Regions from separate parts of the Mus musculus genome. Here regions 2, 3, 4 and 5 are each linked to region 1. The links are chromatin contacts, called in public HiChIP or PLAC-seq and promoter capture Hi-C maps. All regions are on one chromosome and are shown on one strand. Each heading gives the region's core, a stretch centred on a gene start, on an enhancer-like site or on the middle of the called end of the contact. The rest is flanking DNA. Distances are from core to core; before and after follow the strand shown. Region 1 holds the start of Kndc1 (kinase non-catalytic C-lobe domain (KIND) containing 1). Region 2 holds the start of Echs1 (enoyl Coenzyme A hydratase, short chain, 1, mitochondrial). Region 3 holds the start of Cfap46 (cilia and flagella associated protein 46). Region 4 has its middle 20 kb from the start of Gm32680. Region 5 holds the start of Caly (calcyon neuron-specific vesicular protein).

What was found. Promoter capture Hi-C pulls out the DNA fragments that hold promoters and counts their contacts. HiChIP or PLAC-seq counts read pairs in DNA pulled down with a chosen protein or histone mark. Capture Hi-C pulls out chosen DNA fragments and counts their contacts.
Region 2: a promoter capture Hi-C map of embryonic stem cells shows a contact between it and region 1. The contact joins the promoter of Echs1 here to the promoter of Kndc1 in region 1. A contact is called at or near these places in 2 of 39 promoter capture datasets (embryonic stem cells and hippocampal neurons), 1 of 115 datasets of contacts at active chromatin or transcription factors (pancreatic cancer cells) and 2 of 9 other capture datasets (adipose tissue and liver).
Region 3: an H3K4me3 HiChIP or PLAC-seq map of forebrain shows a contact between it and region 1, with 5 times the contacts expected there. The contact joins the promoter of Cfap46 here to the promoter of Kndc1 in region 1. A contact is called at or near these places in 22 of 39 promoter capture datasets (the 3T3-L1 cell line, 3T3-L1-derived adipocytes, the C10 cell line and 11 more), 1 of 15 datasets of contacts at CTCF or cohesin (embryonic stem cells), 2 of 484 Hi-C or Micro-C datasets (embryonic fibroblasts and nephron progenitors), 13 of 115 datasets of contacts at active chromatin or transcription factors (T-cell acute lymphoblastic leukemia, embryonic basal ganglia, embryonic forebrain and 6 more) and 2 of 9 other capture datasets (adipose tissue and embryonic stem cells).
Region 4: an H3K4me3 HiChIP or PLAC-seq map of forebrain shows a contact between it and region 1, with 5 times the contacts expected there. The contact joins the enhancer-like site here to the promoter of Kndc1 in region 1. A contact is called at or near these places in 13 of 39 promoter capture datasets (the 3T3-L1 cell line, 3T3-L1-derived adipocytes, cranial neural crest and 6 more), 2 of 484 Hi-C or Micro-C datasets (embryonic fibroblasts and nephron progenitors), 8 of 115 datasets of contacts at active chromatin or transcription factors (embryonic basal ganglia, embryonic forebrain, embryonic hindbrain and 4 more) and 2 of 9 other capture datasets (embryonic stem cells and pancreatic islet).
Region 5: a promoter capture Hi-C map of pancreatic islet shows a contact between it and region 1. The contact joins the promoter of Caly here to the promoter of Kndc1 in region 1. A contact is called at or near these places in 3 of 39 promoter capture datasets (the HPC-7 cell line, embryonic stem cells and neural stem cells), 10 of 484 Hi-C or Micro-C datasets (embryonic stem cells, epiblasts, morula and 2 more), 5 of 115 datasets of contacts at active chromatin or transcription factors (embryonic stem cells and pancreatic cancer cells) and 2 of 9 other capture datasets (liver and pancreatic islet).

What each region holds. Positions count from the first base shown.
Region 1 is chr7:139,893,256-139,896,128 of GRCm38.p6, reverse strand. It overlaps Kndc1 (kinase non-catalytic C-lobe domain (KIND) containing 1), which reads right to left and starts at 1,433. Exons shown (of 31, transcript NM_177261.4): 1 at 841-1,433. The coding sequence starts at 942.
Region 2 is chr7:140,114,909-140,117,781 of GRCm38.p6, reverse strand. Echs1 (enoyl Coenzyme A hydratase, short chain, 1, mitochondrial) reads left to right here and starts at 1,361. Exons shown (of 8, transcript NM_053119.3): 1 at 1,361-1,475. The coding sequence starts at 1,388. It also overlaps a transcript of Paox not described here.
Region 3 is chr7:139,682,418-139,685,290 of GRCm38.p6, reverse strand. Cfap46 (cilia and flagella associated protein 46) reads left to right here and starts at 1,476. Exons shown (of 59, transcript NM_001302546.1): 1 at 1,476-1,569; 2 at 1,821-1,945; 3 at 2,156-2,287; 4 at 2,746-2,810. The coding sequence starts at 1,521. It overlaps Gm32680 (a long non-coding RNA gene), which reads right to left and starts at 1,237. Exons shown (of 3, transcript XR_389968.2): 1 at 1,152-1,237.
Region 4 is chr7:139,702,618-139,705,490 of GRCm38.p6, reverse strand. No RefSeq gene overlaps it. Among named protein-coding and RNA genes, the nearest start is that of Gm32680, 20 kb to the right of the region's middle. Within about 2 kb of position 1,505, at least 24 of the 459 cell types and tissues checked have an H3K27ac peak or open chromatin away from gene starts, as enhancers often do.
Region 5 is chr7:140,081,135-140,084,007 of GRCm38.p6, reverse strand. Caly (calcyon neuron-specific vesicular protein) reads left to right here and starts at 1,460. Exons shown (of 5, transcript NM_001190385.1): 1 at 1,460-1,546.

The sequences.
Region 1 (2,873 bases), core at 184-2,683:
TTTTAAAAATGCTTTCAGAGCCCACTCTTTTAGGGAAAAGGAAGGGAAGAGCTGCCAGGGCCTGGTGCTGCAGACCACACAGGCTTATGCTTCAGGAGGATTCTGGCTAACTTTCACTCATCTGCTGGCCAGACCAGCTGCAAAGGCTGGTGGAGGGTCTCTAGCACCAGGGTATTTCAGGGACTAAAGAATGGTGTATTCTTTACAGGGACTCCAGAGCCTGGTTTGGAGGAGCTCCTCAAAGGTCCTGTATTCTTGAGGGAGCTCAAGATACCCCCGGGAGCATTTTTTTGGGGGGGGCTGCTTGCCATGCTTTTTCAAAACATGGAGTTTGTGCATGACCATTGTTTGGGGGCTTAGGGAAGGGGTCCCTCGCTTCTCCAACCAAGAGGGGCTCTGTGTAGCTCCAGCCACTCTGTACTAGAGGCTCTCAGGGAACTTGGGGGAGGAAGGTTTTTCCAGAGAAGGAAGAACCCTCAATGATGGGAAGGGGTCTCACTGGCCATTCCTAAGCTCATCTGCTTCAACACCTGGCCAGCTGTGGAGGTCAGGTGTGTCCCTATTGTCCCTACCTGCCAGAATCTTCACCCTCCCCCCCCCAATTCTGTTCAAGGATTAAAACCAAGAGCCCATTCCTCCAGTAGCCAACTTTACAGGGACAGTCCCATTGCTGTCCCATATAGCATTCCAGCTGTTCTGTGGCGGGTGGGGCTGAGGACAGGATCCCCTAGCAGTTGCTACTATGAGGGGCCAGAATCTATGCAGCAGAAGAGCTGTGTTCCACCCACTTCTTTTCCCCACCCCTTTTCTGGAGCAGGTGGGCTTCTGGGACGGGCTCACCTCATCCTCCGGCAGGGTGGGGAGCGGCTCGAAGTCGTAGAAGTCCAAGTCCTTGCCATCTTCCTCGTAGAAGCCCCGGGAGGCTGGGTCCATGGCCTGCATCTTGGCGCTCAGCAGGGCCTGCGCGCAGGTTGCAACTCTGGCCCTGGACAGAGCTCCGGTCTGGGATCCCCTCCCCAGCAGGTTTTCTCTGGGTCAGATCCCCTCTCTGGCGGGTCCTTTCCCGGGCAGATCCCGGTCCAAGCTGGCTGCCGCCTCTGAGCCTGCCGGGCTGAGCTGGGCACCGCCAGCTACGCGCGCCCGGCCGCCATGGCAACGCGCCCGCTGCCTGCCGCAGTGTCGCCAAACGGTGGCGCGGGGACGCCTGGGGCGGGGCCGGGGGTGGCTCCCTGAGGGCCGTGGTCACTGGCGGGCCGGGGCCGAGTTTGGGCTCCGCAGATGTCTTCAACTACGTCAGCCTCCGGGGTGCACCCTGCGCCTGCCTGCGCTGTCTGTGACAGTTCGGGGCGGAGCCACTCCGCGCAGCGGCCATCCTAGGGGTCTGCACCTACCTAGACTGAGGGTACCAAGGCTGAGCCCACCTAGATCACACTGGTCCTCAGGACTTTCGCAGTTCCCGCCCCACCCAACCCAGGGGCGGGGTTGCTGCAGTCACCTCCAGTGGCAGCCACGGACTGGGGCAGGTACTGGGTTCTTTAGCTCCTGGAGTCTTTTCCTTGGCTGGGTCCAGTGATGGGCAGAGAATCAGAGTTCATTCACCACAAGCACAGCAAAGGACTACATGGCTCTCCCAAACTTGGCAAAGGACAGACATAGAACCCCTTCCACAGGCTAGTGTTTTTGTTTCTGACAGTCTTTACAACCTTAGCTGGCAGAACTATGGACCACAGCTCCTGAAGCACACTGTAGGTCAGATCGGCTCCTGGCATTGCTGGCTCTATCCCTAGAGCCTAGACTGATCAGACATAATAGTAGACACTCTGCTATGCGCTCCTTGAGTGAAGGAGGGTGGGTTTGTAACTGGTCATGCAGAGTCCAAGGATACAACGCAGTTAGGGATGCTAATTCTCAACAGCCTGCCCTTAGGGCTTCCAATTATTAGCTATTCAAGAGCTTGCAGCCAGGGTAGGTGATGGAAGGTACTGGAAACTTGAGTTGGAGAACAGACATCTCACAGGTCTGCTCACTCCTCCAACACTGTTTTGGGTCAGAAGGGGGCAGATGTGACCAGCAGACACTGTTTGGACTCCCGGGCTTTAGCTGCAACCTGTCTCCGGGCTCTAGATAGATGGCTGAGCCCTGTGCCTCAGTCCGCTGCTTTGGGCCAAGCTGACTCCTTCCTTTGTTCAAGCTTTGATGCTTCTCAGCCACCTTTTCCTCCATGTGCTGCCCTGGTCTGTGCTCTCCTAACCTGTTCTCCACCCAGCCTATACACTTCCAGCCTGTCCTCTCCCTGGTCTGTGCTCCCCAGCCTGTCCTCCCCCTGGTCTGTGCTCCCCAGTCTGTCTTCCCCTGGTCTGTGCTCCCCAACCTGTTCTCTACCCAGCCTGTACACTTCCAGCCTATCCTCTCCTTGTTGTGTGCTCCCCAGCCTGTCCTCCACCCACCCTGTGCTCCCCAGCCTGTCCTCCACTCAGCCTGTACACTCCCAGGCTGTCCTCTGCCCAGCTTGTGCTCCCCAGCCTGTCCTCCACCCAGCCTGTACACTTCCAGCCTGTCTTCCACCCAGCCTGTCCTCCACCCAGCCTGTGCTCCCCAGCCTGTTCTTCAATCCACTCCCTCCAGCCCGTGCTCCCTTAGTTTATCCTCCTCTGTAGGCTGTGATGCCCTCAGCTTGTGCTCCTCCAGCCACGCTCTTATCCCAGTCTGTGCTCCCTACAAAAGGTGCTCCCAAGTCTGTGCTCCTCTGTAGCCTATGTTGTCCTGAGCCTGTTCCCCTGAGCCTGTTCCCCTGAGCCTGTGCTCTCCAAATCTGTGCTGCCCAGGCTTATGCTTCCCAGCCTGTGCTCTCTCCACAGGCAGTGCTCCCTGAA
Region 2 (2,873 bases), core at 112-2,611, 220 kb before region 1:
TGCTTAGCCTATGCTAACACAGAGACCTGGAGCAAAGGTTTGGTGGTGGTCTGTTTCTGTTTATATTCTATCTTAGTCTTGAAATAAAGTTTGCTGACTGTTCTATTCTGGTTTGGATTGTTTTCTTTAAAGTATTGAGAATCCAAACCTACTCCATCTTGGGACCAGCCTCTATCTAAAAGAAAAAAAAAAAAAAAGCCTGAGAACTTGACCTACAGAAGAACCCAGGTTGTACCCACGTACCAGGAAAGACCCCATGGCTTGTCCTTGGCCAGCGTTACTCTGTAGCTACTTCCTAACAACAGTAAAACAAAGACTAGCCTGATTGTTTCAGATGCACTTTCAGACCCTTTGTGACTGAATACAGTCGGCTTACAATAGACCTTCAGTTAGATACTTTCCAAGATGGACACCCCCTCTCTTACCTTCCATTTCTTGTAAAGCCCTGTCCAGATGAGAGTTCAAGGCTTCTCTGCCTTCCCTTCCTGTCCTGCTGTGTCAGGGTTGAGTTGGAGGAGAGGGCCCAAGCCTGAGCCTGTAATAGAGACCCTAATACTATTACATCGAAAAGGCTCCTTGGTGGACTTTTGGGGTTCACAAACTTCCCGGCATAACAGTATCAAGCTTGCTTTTGTCTGGAGATTCTGTCCTTTATCTCTATCCTAGGGTTTGCAGGACCAGGGCAAGAATACAAATGAAGGCCTGATAATACTTGCTAAATATTTTTAAGTTATAATTCAAGATAATTTACGTGAACAAAACATTGGCTTTCTTTTAAATTTATGTGAAATCTTCTCATCTTGTAAAATCACAGCTATTTCTAACCTGGTGTTATGAAGCTAGTCAGTTGTCATGTAAAGAATACCTCTGGAGCAGGGTATAATGGCTCATGCCTTTAATCCAAGCATTTGGAAGGCAGAGGCAAATGGATCTCTGTGAGATTGAGAAACAGCCTGGCCCATAAGGAGGGTTCCAGCCAACCAGGGCTATGAAGTAAGACCCTCACACAAAGCTAAACAAAACCGTCTTGCACTTTACCGCTTTATGCTTTATTACTGTATCTGTGATCGCGTCTTCCCGTAGTTTTTCCCCTGGTCAAGAACGAAAGCATACGGCCATCACAGGGGAAAGGGCACAGCCATGTCTCCCAGTCTGGCTTCGTAAACCGGGCACCCGCCAAGGGCACACCACCAAAGTGATGCAATTAACAGACTACTCCAAGAACCGCAGCCCAGCACCCCACGCTGCCCCACCCCGCCCTCTGTACCAGCCCGCTCAGGTCACGGGTCCACCCCTTAAGCTTCCGTCTTCATCCCGCCTGGGATCTGGGGCGGAGCGATTCTGCAGGCGGGGCGATTCTGTGGGCGGAACACATCGTCTCTCCGCCATGGCGGCCCTGCGTGCTCTGCTGCCCAGAGCCTGTAGCTCACTGTTGTCCTCAGTCCGCTGCCCAGAACTACGGCGCTTCGCCTCGGGTGAGTGCGGACACCGGCGGGGTGCGTCACCCCACCCACGTTGGGTGGTTTCTCCACCCATAACCTCTGGGTGGTCCCTAAACCCCGGCCTGCACGCATCCTCACTTGATCCTGGCCCTTCTCTCCTAACTCTAGATCTTTTGTCTGACCCCCTACTTCCACAAGCATGCACTCCCAACACTTGACTCTGAAGTACCTGGACCCTGGATTCGAGTACGCATCCCCACACTAAACCCAGATTTCCTGCAAGTGACCACTGACTCTAGCTTGGTGATCTTCCTTCTGAGCCTCCAACTCCAGCGCTCGACTGACCCCTTCCCAATTCCTTACCCCGTTCCCCGCTCCTCAGTCTGACCTTAGTCTCACCTTACAAGCCCAGCCAGATCCTAGCACCTCGAAGCCATGTCTAGTGGGAGGGCTCTGGGTGTAATAGCTTCTCAACGCTCGAACTTTTATGAGTGTCAGCTGGGAACATGCATGTTGGTTGTGAAATCCCATGTGTTTAGGTAGCTTTAAGAGAATGTGAAAGTAGGTTAAGTAAGACAGCCTGGGTATTGGGAAAGGTTTGTCCATAGTGCCTCCTGTCTAGTCTCTGCTGTTTCCACAGTCTCTCCTGATCGTGTCCTTCAAGCCACCCAATCAGCGTAGCCCATACCGACACACCCACTTTCCTTCCTAGCCAGCTGAATAGTTCCTCCCTTCCCACTCCTTGGCTCAACTCCTCTACAGACTTCTAGTACTCCACTGTGAATTTTTTTTTAATATTTTTTATTTAGTATTTTCCTCATTTACATTTCCAATGCTATCCCAAAAGTTCCCCATACCCTCCCCACCACTCCCCTACCCACCCACTCCCACTTTTTGGCCCTGGCGTTCCCCTGTACTGGGGCATATAAAGTTTGCAAGTCCAATGGGCCTCTTTCTGTTGATGGCCGACTAGGCCATCTTTTGATACATATGCGGCTAGAGTCAAGAGCTCCGGGGTACTGGTTAGCTCATAATGTTGTTCTACCTATAGGGTTGCACCTTTAGCTCCTTGGGTATTTTCTCTAGCTCCTCCATTGGGGGCCCTGTGATCCATCCAATAGCTGACTGTGAGCATCCACTTCTGTGTTCGCTAGGCCCCGGCATAGTCTCACAAGAGACAGCCATATCTGGGTCCTTTCAGCAAAATCATGCTAGTGTATGCAATGGGGTCAGCGTTTGGAAGCTGATTATGGGATGGATCCCCGGATATAGCAGTCTCTAGATGGTCCATCCTTTTGTCTCAGCTCCAAACTTTGTCTCTGTAACTCCTTCCATGGGTGTTTTGTTCCCAATTCTAAGAAGGGGCAAAGTGTCCACACTTTGGTCTTCGTTCTTCTTGAGTTTCATGCGTTTAGCAAATTGTATCTTATA
Region 3 (2,873 bases), core at 227-2,726, 210 kb after region 1:
GTCACTTTATCCCCACCAGCTGTGTGGCACATGCAGCTGTTTGTCCCCACCAGGACCTCTATCATCAGGCTTCTTGATTTTAGCTGCACTAATGGGTTTGAATGTGGGAGGCATTTCTTTGTGTTGTTTCTCTGATTACTGGCAACGGTGGCGGCTGCACTCATTCCCTGCTCACTGGGTAGTCAAGTAGCTCACGTTGTCAAGTGTCTATCCAAGTCTTTGGCATCTTCTAAAACTTGCCTGTGATTTATCCATTGAACTCTTATATAATCTAGACACAGGTCTTGTATTAGATTTTATTATGAATGTTTTCTTCTAACCTGTAGTCTACCTTTTCATTTTCCTAACAGCTTCTTTCAAAAGATCAGAAGACTCTACTTCTGAGGAAAGATTTTATCTGTTTCTCCCTCTGTGGTTTTTTAGTTTGCGCCTGCTAAGGTCTCACGGGCTCATGTGCTGACTCATAGTCCCAGCAGGTGGCGCTATTTCGAGAGGTTCGGTATTCTTTAAGAGGTGGTGTCTGGCTAGAGGAAGTAGGTCACTGGGGGCGTGGCCTTGGGGACTGCGGCTTTTTCCCTTAGATCTTGTATACACGTTTGTCCTTCTGCACGCCGTTCTAAACGCTCATTTAGGATACTAGAGTCAGCTTTGTCTTTGCCTATACGCCTGCTAACCTGCTGCCCACCTGCTGCCCCGGGGATCTCCATCATTGCCCACCGACCACTGCTTCTCAGCTGATGAAGCGCAGCTCCTCCTGCAGCTCCGGGCTCTGCCCCAGCTTGGACCTCCAAGACTACTATGTCTTAATGAAAGTCATCTCTAAGAGTGATCCTCGAACAAGGGCTCTAGAGCGTTTGTGGCGTCCCCCCACCCCACCCCCCGCATCCTTCCTGATCCCAGAACTGCTCCAATTCCAAGGCTTCTTGCCCAGGCAGCAGCTACAGGCGGGTCTACTCAGTCTTCACTCCTCAGATCCCTTAGATAATGTCACACATGTAGACCCGCCACAGGTGGCCCTTGCAGATAGAAAGGGGCACGCTTTCTGAGGCTGGCAACTTCCCTGTCCGACTGGTACCCAGCAGCCCACCTTCCTGCTCTGGTAGGCATCTTCTGTTAGATCTTTTTCCTGCATCCGTCCAGCCCGCGCTTACCGGAGCAGGGAGGTTTTGTGGAGTTCCCTTGTCTTTCTGTGCCGCAACAGAGCAGGACACAGAAACATGGGTGGATGGATGGGAGGTGAGCGCAGCCTGGCAAGGAAAGTGAAGACAGCATGGTATGGGTGCCCTGGGTGCCAATTCAACACTCAAGAGTTCTTGACCTGGCCTCACTCGGTGTCCATCAGTTCCGCTCCGCCTGCTTCTTGTCTACTTCCCCGCCCCCTTCCCCTCCCTACTCCCAGCGTCACGGACTCCTCAAGTGTAGCCCCGCCCCGAGCTCCCGCGTCCTTGGTCTGGGCCCCGTCTCTAGGCAACCGCTACTGGTCCAGCAGTGGAGCTGTATAGTTGAGGGCCTCCAGGGCCATGGACCTGATCATAACGCAGGAACTGGCCCGTGCCCGGAATCAACAAGGTGGGTCTCACTCTAACTTTGCTGATGGGAACCCCTTGACCTAAGTAGAGTGGCACAAAAGTCCGTGATGCGATGCGGTGGATACAGTTGTTGAACCCTGGCCTAGTCGCTGAGTGGGGATGGTTGAAAGCAACCTGGCCAGGAATTCAGACCCATATTTCTGTGCCAGAGGAAGGCTCTTCCAGGGACTGTGGACTGTGTCTCTCTGACATACCTATGCTGGGCCCCTCTGCTGATCCTCTGCCCGATAGATGCAACTGCCCTGCGAAGAGCTTATGAACTGATCAAGTCTGCAAACCTGGGAAAGTCGGAGCTTGACCCCACAGAGAGCTTCAGCCCGGACCTGTTTGTGCTGTGTGCAGAGCAGGCACTCAAGGTGAAGCCCTTGAGTGACTGGCTGTCACTGGCACACAATGAACCTGTCCCCACCTTCACATCTTTGGGTGTAAACGGCACAGGGTTAGGGTGGATGGGACATTTGATGAGTGTTGTGAGTATAGAAATGACCAAGCTAGCCTCACCAGTGACCCAGAGCGCCTTCATCCTGGGCATCTTCCTTCCTCTTCCTGGCTTCAATCTCCTACAGATGAAAGAGCCTGAGATAAGCGAAGACTGCATCCAGATGTACTTCAAAGTGAAGGCGCCAATCACTCAGTTTTTGGGCCGAGCGCACCTGTGCAGGGCCCAGCTTTGTGCCCCACAGTCAGAGGAAAATGTGGTAAGACTACCCCTCTCCACTTCTCACCCCACCTCCAGGGATGGCAGCAAGGCAGGTCTTAGAGAAGCTTTAAAGCAAAATGGGACTGAGGAACCAGAGTCTCCTTCACAGTGATGCAAAAAACATCGGCAGTTCCCATTTGTGCTTTTCTCTCCGCTCGGTACTCGCCAGGTGCCTGACATGAGTCCATATGACCTCCCACCTCTGCAAGGGGGTGCTATGACCTTTCTGTCTTCTCTCCCCCAAAGCCCTTCCTGGGCTGGGCAGAGCGGGAGGTGGGAGAGTCTGGAACCCACAGGCACAGCCAGCTGTGGTTGCTCAAGGGTCTTCGCTGTCCCCGGACTGTGCATAAGCTGGGGTGAAAACCAGTTTGCATTGGATGCCAGGAATGAAGATGAGCAGCAGTGGGTGCTGGGGTGGCTAGTTGGCTCACCTGGGTATTCTTTGTGCTGTCTTAGGAAGAATTTGAAAATTGCGTGACACAGTACATGAAGGCCATAAACTTTGCAAAAGGAGAACCGAGGTAGGTATGCTGAACTGTCTGTCTGCTTCTACTTGATTGCATAAGACTCTGGTGCCCACAGAA
Region 4 (2,873 bases), core at 256-2,755, 190 kb after region 1:
GGCTTCAGGGTTCTTCGGCTTTTCCACAGAGGGAATGCCTCCCTCGAGATGTTCACACAGCCTGGCTGCTCTGTGAACCTGGTAGTCCAGAAATTCTGTTCTCATCTGGGGACAGTTTAAAAACAGCTCATTGTGGTTCCAGGATGCACAAGTCTGCCTGCCGTCTGAGAACATGAGATAAGAGTCAGGAGGCCCAGTGTCTCCAAAGGTGCTGATGCAGAGACAATCTTCCCCCACCAGAAAGCTAGCAGCTGAGGCAGGTGGTCAGATGGCCTTGGCCTTGTTTCTGTGTGGAAGAAACCTGTGGTTGGAAGGGCCCCTGTGCTGGTTTGCTTTCTCATGGCCTCTGATCTCAAAACAGCTGGTCCTTAGGGGAAAACAACTTGCCGATCTTCAAGCTGGGGGACAGCTAGGGGTAGGAACCTGGGGTCTGGGAAAACCTGATGCTGTGGATGAGAAGAGATTGGGCTGCTCTGTAAGGACCTGAGACTAGGACAGTCTCTCTCTCTCTCTCTCTCTCTCTCTCTCTCTCTCTCTCTCTCTCTCTAAAAGCAGTAAAATATGAAACTATCTCACTAGGATTTGGCTGCAAGCCATGGCTCAGAAACCAAGCTACCAAGCTGGCCACGAAAGGAACCCAGTCAGCTCACAAATTGGGAGGAAGGGAAGGAGAAGGAAGGTAGACAGGGAGACTGTAGCTTCTGTGGCATGATCTTTGCTCTTCCTGGGCCCAGTCCTGCCCCCAATAGCCATCTGGAGCCCCAGCTAACCCCTGCCTACCTTTGAGAGTCGGGGGACTATAAGAAGGAGTGGCACCCTCTGGACTCCTCTTAGCCAGTGGGCTGCTACCCTGGAATGTCTCATTGTGAGTGAGATGCTTGTGAGCAAGCATTCATCACTCTTCCTCAGACTGCAGACCCTCACGTGGTTCTGCAAGTGCGCTAGGATCCTGCCTGGGGTACTTGCGCTCTTCCCAAGACAGATCAGGCTGCATTTGCTGGCTAGAGGGGGCAGAGGATAGGCTGCACTTCAGGGTATTCTGACAGCCTACTTCACTCCAGCTGCCCACCACACTGGGATGGGCTCCTGTGCTGATCTGCCTTTAGACCTGCTCATTTCTGCCCCAGTTTCCAGATCTTTACAGAAGAGCAGAGGTGCCTTTGCCATGGTCCTCTGCTTCCAATACTTGGCAGACATATACCTGTACTCAGCGTTCATCCCCACCCCCAGCATCTCCACCAGGCCAGGTTCTTCTTGTCTCCCAGACTCATTGGCATCCAGAGCATGCAAGCCTCCTTGTGTCTTGTCCAGCCTGAGTCTAAACCCTCCCTTTCTTCCCAGGGCCTTGTTTCTGCATGACAACCATAGCCAGGTGGCCAGGTGAAGATGTCCCTGGGCCCCTCTACCCAAGACCTTCTGAAGCCTCAAAACCTATGGGTGAAGAGCTGATGCTTGCCTGGCTTTAAATAGCTCTGCAGGGAGGTGAGGCAACTCAGCTCAGAGGACAGGAAGGTAATCACGCCTGACAAGTGTTATTTTTACCCAGATCTGTCCAGCTGCGGGGGGTGGGGGTGGGGGCTTATGTAACTAAAAGCAGGATATTTGCTAAGTCTAAGTAAACCTTCAAAAGTGGGAAGGGAGAAAGGGGGGAGGAGAAAGGAGGAAGAGAGGGAGGGGAGGACGAAGAAAAGGAAGAGAGAGGGAAGAAGGAGGAGAAAGATAGAAACAGAGGTGAAGGGAGGGTGGGTGTAGAGATGGAAAGAGAGAAGGAAGAAAGAGGAAGGGAGAAAATCGGCAGATGCCAGGTCAGCACAGAACAGCTGATACTTTCCTTTGCTGCCACCTGGTGGTCACCAGTGTCCTCTATAGGTACGGAGTCACCCACAGCACCCTGGAGTAAGCTGGGACAAGTGTAGCTAACTTAAGTGGGGCACAGGGAAGAGGCCTGCCAGCCTGTGCTGAGGACTGGGCCTTCAGCTCCCATCACAGCTAATGGTGATGTCTACCTGACCACAGAGCTTGGAGTGGATAGGGTGGAACTGATCGTCCACATCTGAGGATGGGGAAGCTGTCAGGAAGCAGTGAGCACCATGACACTTTCCTGTCCCAAGGAAGACACAGAGCATGCCGTCACCTACCAGGATCCTGAACTGAGGGTTCCAGACACTGTCTCGTAGGCTGGTGATAGAGATATCCAACATCTTGGGCTGGACCCAGGGACAGTGTATGCTTGAAGTCCACACAGCATGTAGAATGAATGGTTTAAGGCCCCTGCCCCTTGGGATTCTGGAAGGGCTGGTAAGTTACAATGTATGCTTCTATAACAGAGAGATATGGCCTCAAGGGGAAGGGGAAATGGCCCTCCCCTAGTCCCCATGAGTAAGCCTGTCTAAAATGGTTTGTTACCTCCATGAGCACAGCTCCAGCACAGCCCCATCCATACTAGTAGCCTCAGCCACCCGCCAGCAGGTTCAGATCTCTACAGTGAAAAAAGAGAGGCAGTATTTTGAAAGCGATGAAGAGGAGTAAACAGCATGATGCTCGTGCATATGGAGCCCCAGAAGGACATGAGAAAGACAGTAGACAAAAACCTAAGGGAATATGGCCAAGAGAAGTCCAACAAGCCTGAAGCAGAATAAACATAGAGAAGTCAGACCTAAACACACAGACCAGGAGCGAGTCGGTAGAGTGACCAGGGTTGGGGGTGGGGAGAAAAATGATCAGACAATGATGACACAGCCGGGCATGGTGGCGCATGCCTTTAATCCCAGCACTTGGGAGGCAGAAGCAGGCGGATTTCTGAGTTTGAGGCCAGCCTGGTCTACAAAGTGAGTTCCAGGACAGCCAGGACTACACAGAGAAACCCTGTCTTG
Region 5 (2,873 bases), core at 211-2,710, 190 kb before region 1:
ACTTTCCAGCATCTACCCAAGAGCAATAGAAGCATGTGTCTAACGAAGACTTGGTCAGGAATGTTGTTACATGTCATGCAACAGACACAAAGGAGAACAATTCAGATACCTGTCTGCGGACAAGCCGTGATTCACGACAGCAAGAGGGTTCCAGTCAGGGCTGGAGAGATGGCTCAGCGGTTAAGAGCACTTGACTGTTCTTCTGAAGGTCCTGAGTTCAAATACATGGTGACTCACAACCATCCGTAATAAGATCTGATGCCCTCTTCTGGTGTGTCTGAAGACAGCTACAGTTTACTTTTGTATAATAATAAATAAATCTTTAGGCTGGATTGAGTGGGCTCCACCAGAGTGAGCAGAGGTCCTGAATTCAAATTCCCAGCAACCACATGATGGCTCACAACCATCAGTACAGCTACAGTGTACTCATATACATAAAATAAATAAATAAATCTTTTTTAAGGCGGATTCCAGTCAACAGCAAGACAGAACTGTGAACAGAGAGTACTGCTGCCTCGAGCGGAAGACCAGGAGAAGCACGGCCACTAGAGATGCCCTGTGTGAAGCGAGGCATACTATCAACTAAACATCTGTCCAGTGCCTTCTGCATATTACCATTATTCAGGCACCAGTGACCAAGCAAGACAAGGCCAGTCCTAGGAAAGCTTCCAGCCCAGAAATTCAGACATGGAAAGGCGTCTAGAGGAGCGCCCTCTAGGTCAGAGGCCAACCACAGCTGTCCTGACCCCAGCTTCTATTGTGAGATCTCAGGGGAAGGAACAGGCTCTCCCTTAACCCCTGGAATCCCAGCTGGAGGAGCAGCCAGGGCTCCTCTGGTCTCCTGGTTGCCCCCCTGCAGTGAAGTGACATGAGATGTGAGAACTGGTGTGATGTATGCCTTTGCATGCTGTGTGTGTCAGGGGTGTAAATTGTGTATGAAGTGTGTCTTAGCAATATGTAGCCGGGCAGTGGTGGCGCACGTCTTTAATCCCAGCACTTGGGAGGCAGAGGCGGTGGATTTCTGAGTTTGAGGCCTGGTCTACAGAATGAGTTCCAGGACAGCCAGGGCTACACAGAGAAACCCTGTCTTGAAAAACAAAAAACAAACAAATAAACAAAAATCAACAACAAAAAAAAAGAAAGAAAGAAAGAAAGAAAGAAAGGAAGGAAGGAAGGAAGGAAGGAAGGAAGAAAGAAAGAAAGGAAGGAAGGAAGAAAGAAAGAAAGAAAGCAAGCAATATGTGCGTATGGGAGGGTGAAGTGTGTATCAAGTATGTGAAATGTATTTCGTGGGTGTGTGAAGTGCTTGTGTCAGGTGTGTGAGTGTGATAAGAGACAGTGCAGAGATCTGCCGTGGGAGGGGGTGTGAGGCCACCTGAGCCACAGTGGTCCCTCCTCCAGCCTGCATCTCCATGGCAACCACAGCCTCGCTCTCAGGCTTCAGCCCCTAGCCCGCCCCGCCTGGTGGTGAAGCGCCTGGAACTGCATCCTCCGCATCTACACTGCATCCCTGTCCTCCCGCGACTGCGTCCTGCAGCAACTGCCTGTGAGCCATTTCCACGTTTCTCCTTTTGGAATGGGGACGAGGGGGCCAGCATGTGTGCGTGGGTGTGCAAGGGTGCAGGGATGTGAGAGGTGCGAGGAAGGGGGCGGGTGCAAGAGTGTGTGACTGTGCGTCTGTGGGATGTACGTGCAAAGATATGGGTGTAGGGGTTGAGAGTCTATGTGGGAGTGATTTGACTGATCCGATGTCTGCCAGAGCGGTGGAGCACAGCCATCTCCTTCCTGTGGTCTCCACTAGAAGTCAGGTTGGCCCCGCTGGCTCCGGTGGAGGGTGGTCATTAGACCTCTCGGGACAGTTGGGGGCAGCAGCTCTGCTGGCTTGAGGTGGATGGAAAGGTCCCTAGACCTCAAGGTATGTCGAGAAACCCCTACAGGCCAGTGGCAGCCTGGACATTAGGAAGAATTATGGCTGCTCAGCCTGCACAAACCCCATATGAAGCTGCAAATCCTTATCCTGGGCATAGTAGGGTAGCAGGGGCGGCGGGACAGCTGGACCTCATCTCGCCCAGTTCATGGTGACTGCAGACCCCCTCCTTGTGGGCTGGCTCCACCTCTGCAGGTCTGGGAGAGCCAGTGGGAGCTGTGCATCTCCAAGGTGGCCCAGGGGCAAAACCGTCAGCTCCTGTTCGGGTCTGACTGCTGGGTGCTGGGTGTTAAAAAAGGAAACAGCTCGATGGAGAGAAAGGGATTAGCAGAAGGGGTGTTGCCCAGAACATTGAGCGTTAGGGCCTGATGGGGGTCGCTGAGTGAAGGTTAAAGGATGGTAGGAGGTATGATAGCCATTTGTCTCAAACCACCTGCCGCGGGGCTTGGCTCTAGATGCTGGGCCACAGGTGGCTGGTGAGTGTCGGGAGCCACAAGCAGCTGTGCCCCTCCTCTCTGTCCCTCTTTGCTTGGGCCCCACAGAACAACAGCCGTTCAAACTGGAGGCAAACATCTATGACCTAAAAGGCTTGGGTGCAAGCAGACCAGGGTGGGCACTGCGGCAGCGTCGTAAGAGGAGAGCACGAGCCCCCACCAATGTGCACTTCTGTGTGACGCAGCATGAAAGGGTCCGTGTGAACGTGAGTCTGTGACCTCTAACCCAGCTTTTATGGGTTTTCAAATAAAAATTCGCATCCTCCAATATTTGTCCGTCAGCGTCTTGTTGGTGCATAGACCGTGATCAGAGATACCCGCCCCACCACCCCCGGAGAGCGCTGAAAATGAAAAACAAACTCTCGGGAGACCAAATGACAGAGTGGGATAGAGGGGAGGACCCGTGGATGATGTTAGGAAGTCTTCCCAATTCTAAACCTTTATGACCCCTA